2 separate regions of the Muntiacus reevesi genome follow, and region 1 is linked to region 2. A link is a contact called in public Hi-C data. All regions are on one chromosome and are shown on one strand. The core of a region is the stretch at or near the end of the contact, and the rest is flanking DNA. Distances in the headings are between cores, read along the strand shown. Region 1 holds the start of NR2C2 (nuclear receptor subfamily 2 group C member 2). Region 2 holds the start of RBSN (rabenosyn, RAB effector).

The links. Hi-C and Micro-C count contacts between places; a contact is called where the count stands out from the background.
Region 1: a Hi-C map of muscle shows a contact between it and region 2, with 5 times the contacts expected there. The contact joins the promoter of NR2C2 here to the promoter of RBSN in region 2. A contact is called at or near these places in 2 of 3 Hi-C or Micro-C datasets (blood and muscle).

Annotation. Positions count from the first base shown.
Region 1 is chr4:115,136,256-115,140,541 of mMunRee1.1, reverse strand. It overlaps NR2C2 (nuclear receptor subfamily 2 group C member 2), which reads left to right and starts at 2,845. Exons shown (of 16, transcript XR_010663021.1): 1 at 2,845-2,977.
Region 2 is chr4:114,945,429-114,949,780 of mMunRee1.1, reverse strand. It overlaps RBSN (rabenosyn, RAB effector), which reads right to left and starts at 1,830. Exons shown (of 12, transcript XM_065933966.1): 1 at 1,633-1,830.

The DNA of each region.
Region 1 (4,286 bases), core at 1,596-4,095, 190 kb before region 2:
AGATGAACATACCAGCGCTGGGTCCTACCAGACAGATCATTCCCCCAACGGTTCTGTGACTGAGTGGTCTTCAGGCACAGTCAAGAAGTCAAAAAAAATTCTTGAACAAAAAGTTTTCTTTTTGCCCCATGTTTTTGGAATTCGATCAGTGATTTGAGCCTGCGGCATGCATCAGAATGATATGGGGTGCCCAGTAGACACGCTGATGCCAGGCCCCACCCGGAGTTTTCAGACCCAGCACGCGCCTGGCAGTTCTGAAGTGCACTCCCCAATCAAGAATAGTTTAAAGGCTGATAAAACAACTTTCAAAGCACTGTGAATGCAAATGTGGAGACTTTGTATTAACAGTCAAAAAAAGAAAAGTATACCTAGTGTAAGACAATGTGTGTATTTTTGTTATTATAAAATCCATCAAGTGGTACAAAGCCACTTAAGAGTTACCACTAAAAACTTCCGTCCAACACACAGTGGAGCAAAAAAACTGGCGCTGGCAGTGCCTACCTGTTTGCAGAGGCCGTTACCTGCTGATCCTGTAACAGCAGTCTGCGTGTGCCTGTCCTTGTGCTTCTGTTTCCTGAGGCAGAAAAGTGCTCAAGATTAAGAAGCCTTGTTATTAAAAAAATTTTTTAAGTCTTTATTGAACTTGTTACAATATTGCTTCTGTTTTTTTGCCCACAAGGCATGTGGGGTCTCAGCTCCCGACCAGGCCTCCTCTTCCTTGCATTGGAAAGCCAAGGCTTATCATTGGACCTCCAGGAAGGCCCTGCTATTACTTTTAATATCAACATTAACCAAGGTTTTTACTGGCAATTTACTGACTACCACTACAAACAGAGCAAACTGATATGACATGGCTTACAACATAAAAGTTCAAAAGGACTAGATCAGAGCTTTGGCTTCATTTTCTGCACCTGTAGCACCAGAAAGGTCACTTATCTGGTCATCAGTTCCTTCACCTCAGTAAAATGAAATAACAGTGCCTTGTTCACAGAACTGTGAGTATTAAATGGAGAAAATCAAAAGCCATCACAGAAACATTAAGTATTGTTTAGTATTCATTTCAAAATCTAGTACAATTGTAATTTGTTTGCCCCTTCCCCCCCCCAAAAAAACCACAAAGAACCTCAATGTGTGTATTTTAAAGCTATAGCTAGAAGCGGTAATACAACACTGAAAACTTAATTTGAAAACAATTACAAAGCAGTACATGTTTACAAGGATTTATCATCAAAATACTGTGTTCCCTTAGGCATATCATTTGACCTTTCTGGTTCTCATCTTCCTCTTCCTTGAGAGGTGAAAACAAGAAAAATGGGTGTGTTAAAGCATTTCCTATCAAATAAAAACATTACAAAATTATGGACAAAATACTCAAAGTTGAGGTCACACTGATAAAAGCTAAATGGCTACTGGTTGGAAAAAAACAAACGGTTAAATCATCCATCTTGGAGTCAGAATTTACTCATAATAAACAAGAAAAGTTCAAGGAAAAAATCAATCAGCGGATCTTATGCCTACAAAGCACGGTGATCAAGCAGTCTGGCCTATGCAGTTGAGGGCGTCCCAAATAAAACGGCAGTCCGCACCATGCAAAGCAAGTCAAACCATCACTGAGAGAAATACCTAGTGAATACCTCCAACCCAGATTCATAGGCTCAAGAGAAGCAACTGTATTTATATACGTAAGCAACTCTACAAGGGGTTTGTTTGTATACACTTGAGCACTGTTGCACTTCATTGGTAGGACTGATACTGAAGCTGAAGCTCCAATCCTTTGGCCACCTGATGGGAAGAACTGACTCATTGGAAAAGACCCTGATGCTGTCAAAGCCTGAAGGCAGGAGAAGGGGACGGCAGAGGATGAGAAGGTTGGATGGCATCACCGACTGGATGGACGTGAGTTTGAGCAAGCTCCGGGAGTTAGTGATGGACAGGGAGGCCTGGCGTGCTGCAGTCCACGGGGTCGCAAAGAGTCGGACACGACTGAGCGACTGAACTGAACGGAAGCACTGTTGTTCAGTTTCAAACCGCGAGGAGACTCTGGACGTTAAGACTTGGGGTATATATTCCAGAAAAGACAGTGACAGGTTTGGCAGGGCTTCAACACGTTACCTGATAGTCCCAGAAGCTGGTGCATCCTCGGATCATCCGCACCGAGGGCACGAACAGGTCAACGCCCACCCAACAAACCACCCACTTCCGCCCTCCGGGCGCTCCGCCGCCATCACTTCTTCAGTCCACAAGCACAGAGGCTTCGGCTGGGCTCGGCGGAGGCCGGGGTGGGGGACGTTACGGCGAGAACGCGGCCCCCGCCCGGCCTCGAGGAGCTTGCGGGCCCCCCGGGAGGGGCGGGCGGGCCACCCCGAATAACGGGAGGCCGGCGTTCCCGGTTTTTGACAACGACCAGTCAACCCCTCGCCCCGATGACCGCGGCGTTTAACCTCCGTGGTGGCCGTATGGCGGCGCGACCGAGCCCGGGCGGAGACCCCAGCGGACACCGGAGCCGCCGCCCGGGCCGCGGCCGCGGAGGGGCCGGCCGGAGCAGCGCGGCCGGCGCGTTCCGGCGCGCGCGCGCGCCTCAGCCAATCGCGTGCTCGCCCGCCCCCCGCGACCGCGTCGAGGCTGGCGCTGGGAAGAGGAAGAAGAACATTCGCCCTCCTCCTCCCAGCGCGCGGGCGGCGGCGGCGGCGGCGGCACCGGGGTCACGAACTCTGACCTTTCACTGACAAAAACAATAACAAACCCCTCCTTCCCCGCGACCCCGGCGGCGCCTCCGGGCCCGCCCCCGCCGTCCAGCTCCCACCTCGGCGTCCCGTCTCTCGCCAGCTGCCCCGCGAGCCTAAGCGGCCCGGGGGCTCCCGCCAAACGCCGACGCCGGGAAGCCGGCCTCCTCCCCGCGTCCTGCCCTCCGCGCCGGGGGCCGACCCGCCGCAGACACGGGACCTGCTTCGAGGCCGCTTTGGCGCCAAATCCTGAGGTAAAAATTGAAGGGAAAAAAAAAAAAAGGGGGCCGGGGCGGGCTCGGGCCGGCGGCGGAGGGGGCGGGCCTGGCGCGCGGACATGGAGGCGCCGCGGCGGCTGAACCCGACCCTTTTACCTTTGCCACGGGGCGGTGGCGCCGGCCGCTTTGCATAGTGGGCCGGGCCGCTCCCCTCCCCTCCCCGCCCGCGGCCGGCGAGGCGAGCGGGCTCCCCCTGACCGGCCCGGCCGGCGCGAGGGTGGGGGCGGAGGGGGGACACGGCTGCCCCGCCTCACAGTTGGCCCTCCGCCAGCGCCGCCATTTTGTCCTCGGCGGCGACGGCTCCGGCTGGGCCGGGCTCCCCTCCTCCTCCTCCTTCATCGCCTGCTCCTCCCCAGAGCCCTCCTTCCCTCGCTCCCCGGCTCCTCTCCCCTCCGCTTCCCGCCCGCCGTTGGCGACCGCCGTGGCCCAACCGCCGTTTCTGTTTTTTTTCCCCCCACCCGAAGGGGAGGGTTGGAGGAAAGGGAGGAAGGCGGGTGTGCGGGTGCGACCTTCTGAGTGACAGCTGAGGGGGTCAATTGGCGCCCAGTTAGGAGGGCCGGGACTCGCGGCCCCGCCCCCTGAGCCTCTGCTGATTGGGCTCTGCTGGCAGGGGTTGTCCCCTCGCGGCGCGGGAGCCCTTGGCGGGGCGGGAGCAGAGACCGGGGCGCGGCGTGGGGGCCTGGGGGCGGGGCGTTGGGCCTCGGGGCGGGGCGCGGCCGGGGGCGCGAGGGACGCTCGGGGACGCGGCGAAGGCCGGGGCGCGTCCGCCGCCTGGAGTGCGTCCGGAAAGAGCGCTGCTGAACAATAGTAATAAAGGTGAAGCATCCTGAACCCAGGGCCGTCGGCCCGTGGGATAGGGCTTTGTGGAATCGACACCTCTTAGGGCTCCTGCCCGTGTTGTCGGCGCGGCTGCGGGCGAATCCCCTTCCTGAGGCTCAATTTCATCGACCCTAAAATGGGAGAATGGGCGTTCTTACCAGGCCGGACCTCCCTTGTCAGCTCGTGTGAGATGCTCAACTCAGAAAATGGAGCCCAGGCTACTTTGCAAGCCTCGAGTCCTGCAGAAGTGTTGTTATTTTTGAAAATGGAGTGTGGAGCCTCCTGGAGTGGAAAGCTTACGGGTATGGAGGGCTTCAGAGAACAGAGTATTGTCTTTTCATTAGTTGGTTAAATATGTATTCGCTCAGCCCAGGGTACTGGGATACATTCAGAGAACCAGGTAGACCAGGCCCCTGCTCTCCTAGAATCGGGGGTGGGGGGTGGTGTGTTGCAGGCCTGAGAAAAC
Region 2 (4,352 bases), core at 581-3,080:
CTTTCTAAGAGACCATCACTGGGCAACAGCAACTCAATGAAGGGGGAAGCACAGACTCCTGAAGAAAAGAAATAAAAATATAACGTCAAAAGTGTCAATTCTCTAACATTTATTCCAACTTCATAATGTGTATACCATGTCTGAAGTAGTTCTCAACAAGTGCAAGTTTTTACTTGACTCTCTCTCCCTTGACCATTTTATTCAACTACATATATGGAGTTTTTGCATCTGTGTCAGAAATGCACTGATGTAAAAGGGATAGCATCTATCCTAGAAACCAAACAGAAATTCCAACTTCAGTCTAAGGAACAGCATTAGAAACTTGAGCGATCAGAAAGAAAAGTCTACTTTGATAGCCTCGAACTGAAAATAACACAAATACTTATCAAAAGAAGAAAAATATATTTCGTGCCTTATGTTTGTACAATACTTGTTCTCCAATAAACTTACTAGACTTTATAAACCAGCACGCCTAACGTTCTCCCTGCCTCAAAAATAAAAGAACCCAGTGCTTAAACAATTCAGAGTTTAATAAGTTACATTTTCAGTTTTATCCAGCCTGGACAAAGTCACTTTCAATGTCAACTTGGAAAGACTCCCAGCCATAGGGAAAACGTAGGCAAAACCATTCCAACAAAGCAGAGAAATTTCTCAAGAATCTGAGGCCAAAAACGAGGGTGGAGAGTGAGGAGGAACGTATGAACCTCAGCTTTGAGCTGCGGATGGACCCGCTTACAGGGCCACTGAAGAGGGACTGCCCAGTCATCAAAGCGAAACGGGTCGGTGACCCAGGAAATAAACAAATGAAACACGAGGTTCCTGTTTTCTTTCTCCAGTGAAAAAGCCCGATGATTACACACACTCACTTCTCAGCCCCTTTTCCAGACAGCCGCTGAAAGAACAAGCAGTTCCTAGCCAGAGGCTCACGTGAGCCTCTTCTCTTCCCACTCACCCAACCAGCCGCAAATCCAAAACACTCCCGAAATCTCAAGGCACCCTCAGGTCCTCGGAAAAGCGCTGCTCACGGTGTTCTCCTGCCCATAGCCCTGCACCTCTCTTCACAGCACTAACCTCAATTTGCAATCACAGGTACACAAAGCGACTAAAATCCACAGCCTGTGAGCAGTGTGACGGCAGAGGCCACGTCCACGTTCTCACCACCACACCCGCTGGGTCAGTACCCGGCACGAACCTCCGACGATCCCAGTAACGCCCCGGGAGGGAATGAATGAATGAACGAAGTCTAAGATCACAAAACCAAACACCCACCACAAACCACCTGGCTGGGCCCCACGTCCACAACACAAGCGGGCCCCTCACACCCGAAATCCCGTCCGAAACCCAAGTAAGGCCCACGGTTCCTGCATCTCCTCGTCCGGCGCGAGAGCCGCCGGCCGCTCTCTGCCCCCCGGGACCACGCAGCCCCCGCCGCAGGACCCGAGGCCGCTAAGGCGGCCCCGCGCAGCCGCGGCCGGAGTAAACGCACCGCGGACACTCGGGCGGGACGCGCGGCAGAAGAGGCCAGCGCCCGGCCCGCAAGTCACACCCACCACACAGGGCCACCAACCGCCTGTCTGCTTGCCGAAGCGGTCCGGCGCCCCGACGCGGGGACCCGCCTGGCCCTCTCTGTACCCCGCTTGGGACCCCGCGGGCGCGCAGGCCTGTCCAGCCCTCAAAGGCGGGCTCTGGGCCTCCACGAGCCTTCACTCGGGCGCGGCCGCCATCTCCATCAGCAGCTCGGCGCTCGGCAGGCACGCCTGCGGCGGCACCGACACCAAAACACCGGGGGAGCGAAGACCTAGGAGCGCCGAGTAGTCGAGAGGCCGAGAATTCCCCAGAACGGCGCAGCGGCGGCCTCTGCGCAGGCGCCGGAGCGAGTGGCCGGGGACGCTCCTTGATTTTACGTTTTTCCCAACCCCGGAAGTTGGGGTGGTTGTTCAAGGGCTAAGTAGTGTCTGACGCCTTGCGACCCCACGACTGCAGCATGCCAGGCTTCCCTATCCTCTCTCGGTGTCTCTCTCGGAGTTTGCTCAAACTCATGTCCATCGAGTGGTGATGCCATCCAACCCGCTCATCCCCTTCCCTCCCACCTTCAATTTTTCCCAGCATCAGGGTCTTTTCAGTGAGTCAGCTCTTCGCGTCACGTGGCCAAGGTACCGAAAGTTCAACTTCAGCATCAGTCCTTCCAATGAATATTCAGGGTTGATTTCCATTAGGATTGACTGGTTTGATGTCCTTGCAGTCCAAGGGACTCTCAAGGTTCTCCTCCACGATCACAATTGGAAAACGTCAATTGTTTGGCACTCAGCCTTCTTTACGGACCAACTCTCACATCCTTACGTAACTACTGGAAGTTCAGGGGCTGGGAGTAGGGGGGCGGGGGTGGGGGTAAGTGAAGTTAAACCCCACCCCTTGCTTTCCACTCCATTGCACAAATTGGAAAACTGAGCCTTGTAGCCCTTTAGGCCTTGGCCAAGGTGTGCGGTATATGAGGCATCCAGTGGTCTTTAATGCCTCCTCCAGACCAACAACTGCAGTTCTATTAATAAATTAATTAGAAACAATAAAAATTCTGGGGTTTCCCAGGTGATTCAGTGGTAAAGAATCCTCCAGGCAATGCAGGAGATGTGGGTTCAATCCCTGGGTAGGGAAGATCCCCTGGAGGAGGAAATGGCAACCCACTCCAGTATGCTTGCCTGGAAAATCCCACGGACAGAGGAGCCTGGTGGGCTACAATCAGTGGGGTCCCAAATAGTCACACACAACTGAGCACATATACCTAGTACATAAAGTTCCTGACAGCTAGAGAGAAAAGGCGTATTTGAGAAACATGCAGTATGTGGAGCCGTCTGGAATATTACTGCATGAGCTTAAGCTTGAAATAAGACAGAGGATCCAACCCCAGCACATATAGTGTGGTCAGGAAAATCTGTGAATCTTCAAATGCAAAACGTGGTGGCAGTGAGACATCACCTTGTAACTGAGTGGCTGTATCACAAAGAAATGTGTTGATGAAGATGGGAACTGGGAATGATGCAGCCACTCTGGAAAACAGTATGGAGTGCCTCAAAACATTAAAAACAGAGCTGCAATAGGGTTCGTTAATTGTGCTTCTAGGTTTTATCTGAAGAAAAGACTAACTGAAAAAGGTATCTGCATCCACTTAGCTATTGCAGCATCTCTTACAAGAGGCAAGATATAGAAACGACCTAGAGTATCCAGGGATGGATGAATGGATTAAAAAAAAAGGGGACCCAAAAAAAGGGGGGGTGCTCATTATATTCACCGTGGGCCTTGGTGACCCTGACTGCTTTGACATCCCTAAATCTGAGGAGCTTTGGATCCCAGGGCTGTACTACAGTGGGGCTGAGGGAGGTAAGACAGGATAGTCTGGCAAATGACCCCATTTGGGCCTCTAATACCTCATCCACACTGGTGAAGACCAAACTCTCCTGACCCAGGCAGGTGCTGCAGCAGTATAACCAGACCTACTGCACCCAAATGACGGTGGACATGAAAGATGCAAGAACTTCGAAAAGTCAACTGGTCTCCAAATAACCTAGTGGTAGGGTAGCCATAGTGGTTGGACTGTAAGGAGATCCAACCAGTCCATCCTAAAGGAGATCAGTCCTGAGTGTTCATTGGAAGGACTGATGTTGAAGCTGAAACTCCAATACTTTGGCCACCTGATGCGAAGAGCTGACTCATCTGAAAAGACCCTGATGCTGGGAAAGATTGAGGGCAGAAGGAGAAGGGGACGACAGAGGATGAGGTGGTTGGATGGCATCATCAACTCAATGGACATGAGTTTGGGTAAACTCTGGGAGTTGGTGACGGACAGGGAGGCCTGCGTGCTGCAGTCCATGGGGTCGCGAAGAGTCGGACACGACTGGCAACTGAACTGAACTGAGGGTAGCCTTCCTCCTCATAGTCACACCACCGATGAACCACAGCACACTCACCGTAGAGGTTTATTGCAAGGGTGGACATTTGCCCTAGGTGGGGGTGAAGGGGCGAAGCTTAAGGGGGAAGAAGTAATAAGACACAAGCCCTCGACTGTTTGCTCTGGTACATTCCACTCTAATTCACAAGCCAGGACAAAGACATTCATCAAAGTTCTGATCGTAGACCAAACCAGAGTCGTACAAGAAGAACTGCTGCCACCTCATGGCTAGTTCCAGTAAAAACAATATAAAGCCTGTGGTTTGTTTTTGTTTTTAAGTCTCTAAGTTATATCCGAATCCTTTGTGACTCCATGGACTGTAGCCTGCCAGGCTCCTCTTTCCATGGGATTTCCCAGGTGAGAATACTGCAGTGGGTTGCCATCTCCTCCTAGAGGAACTTCCTGACCC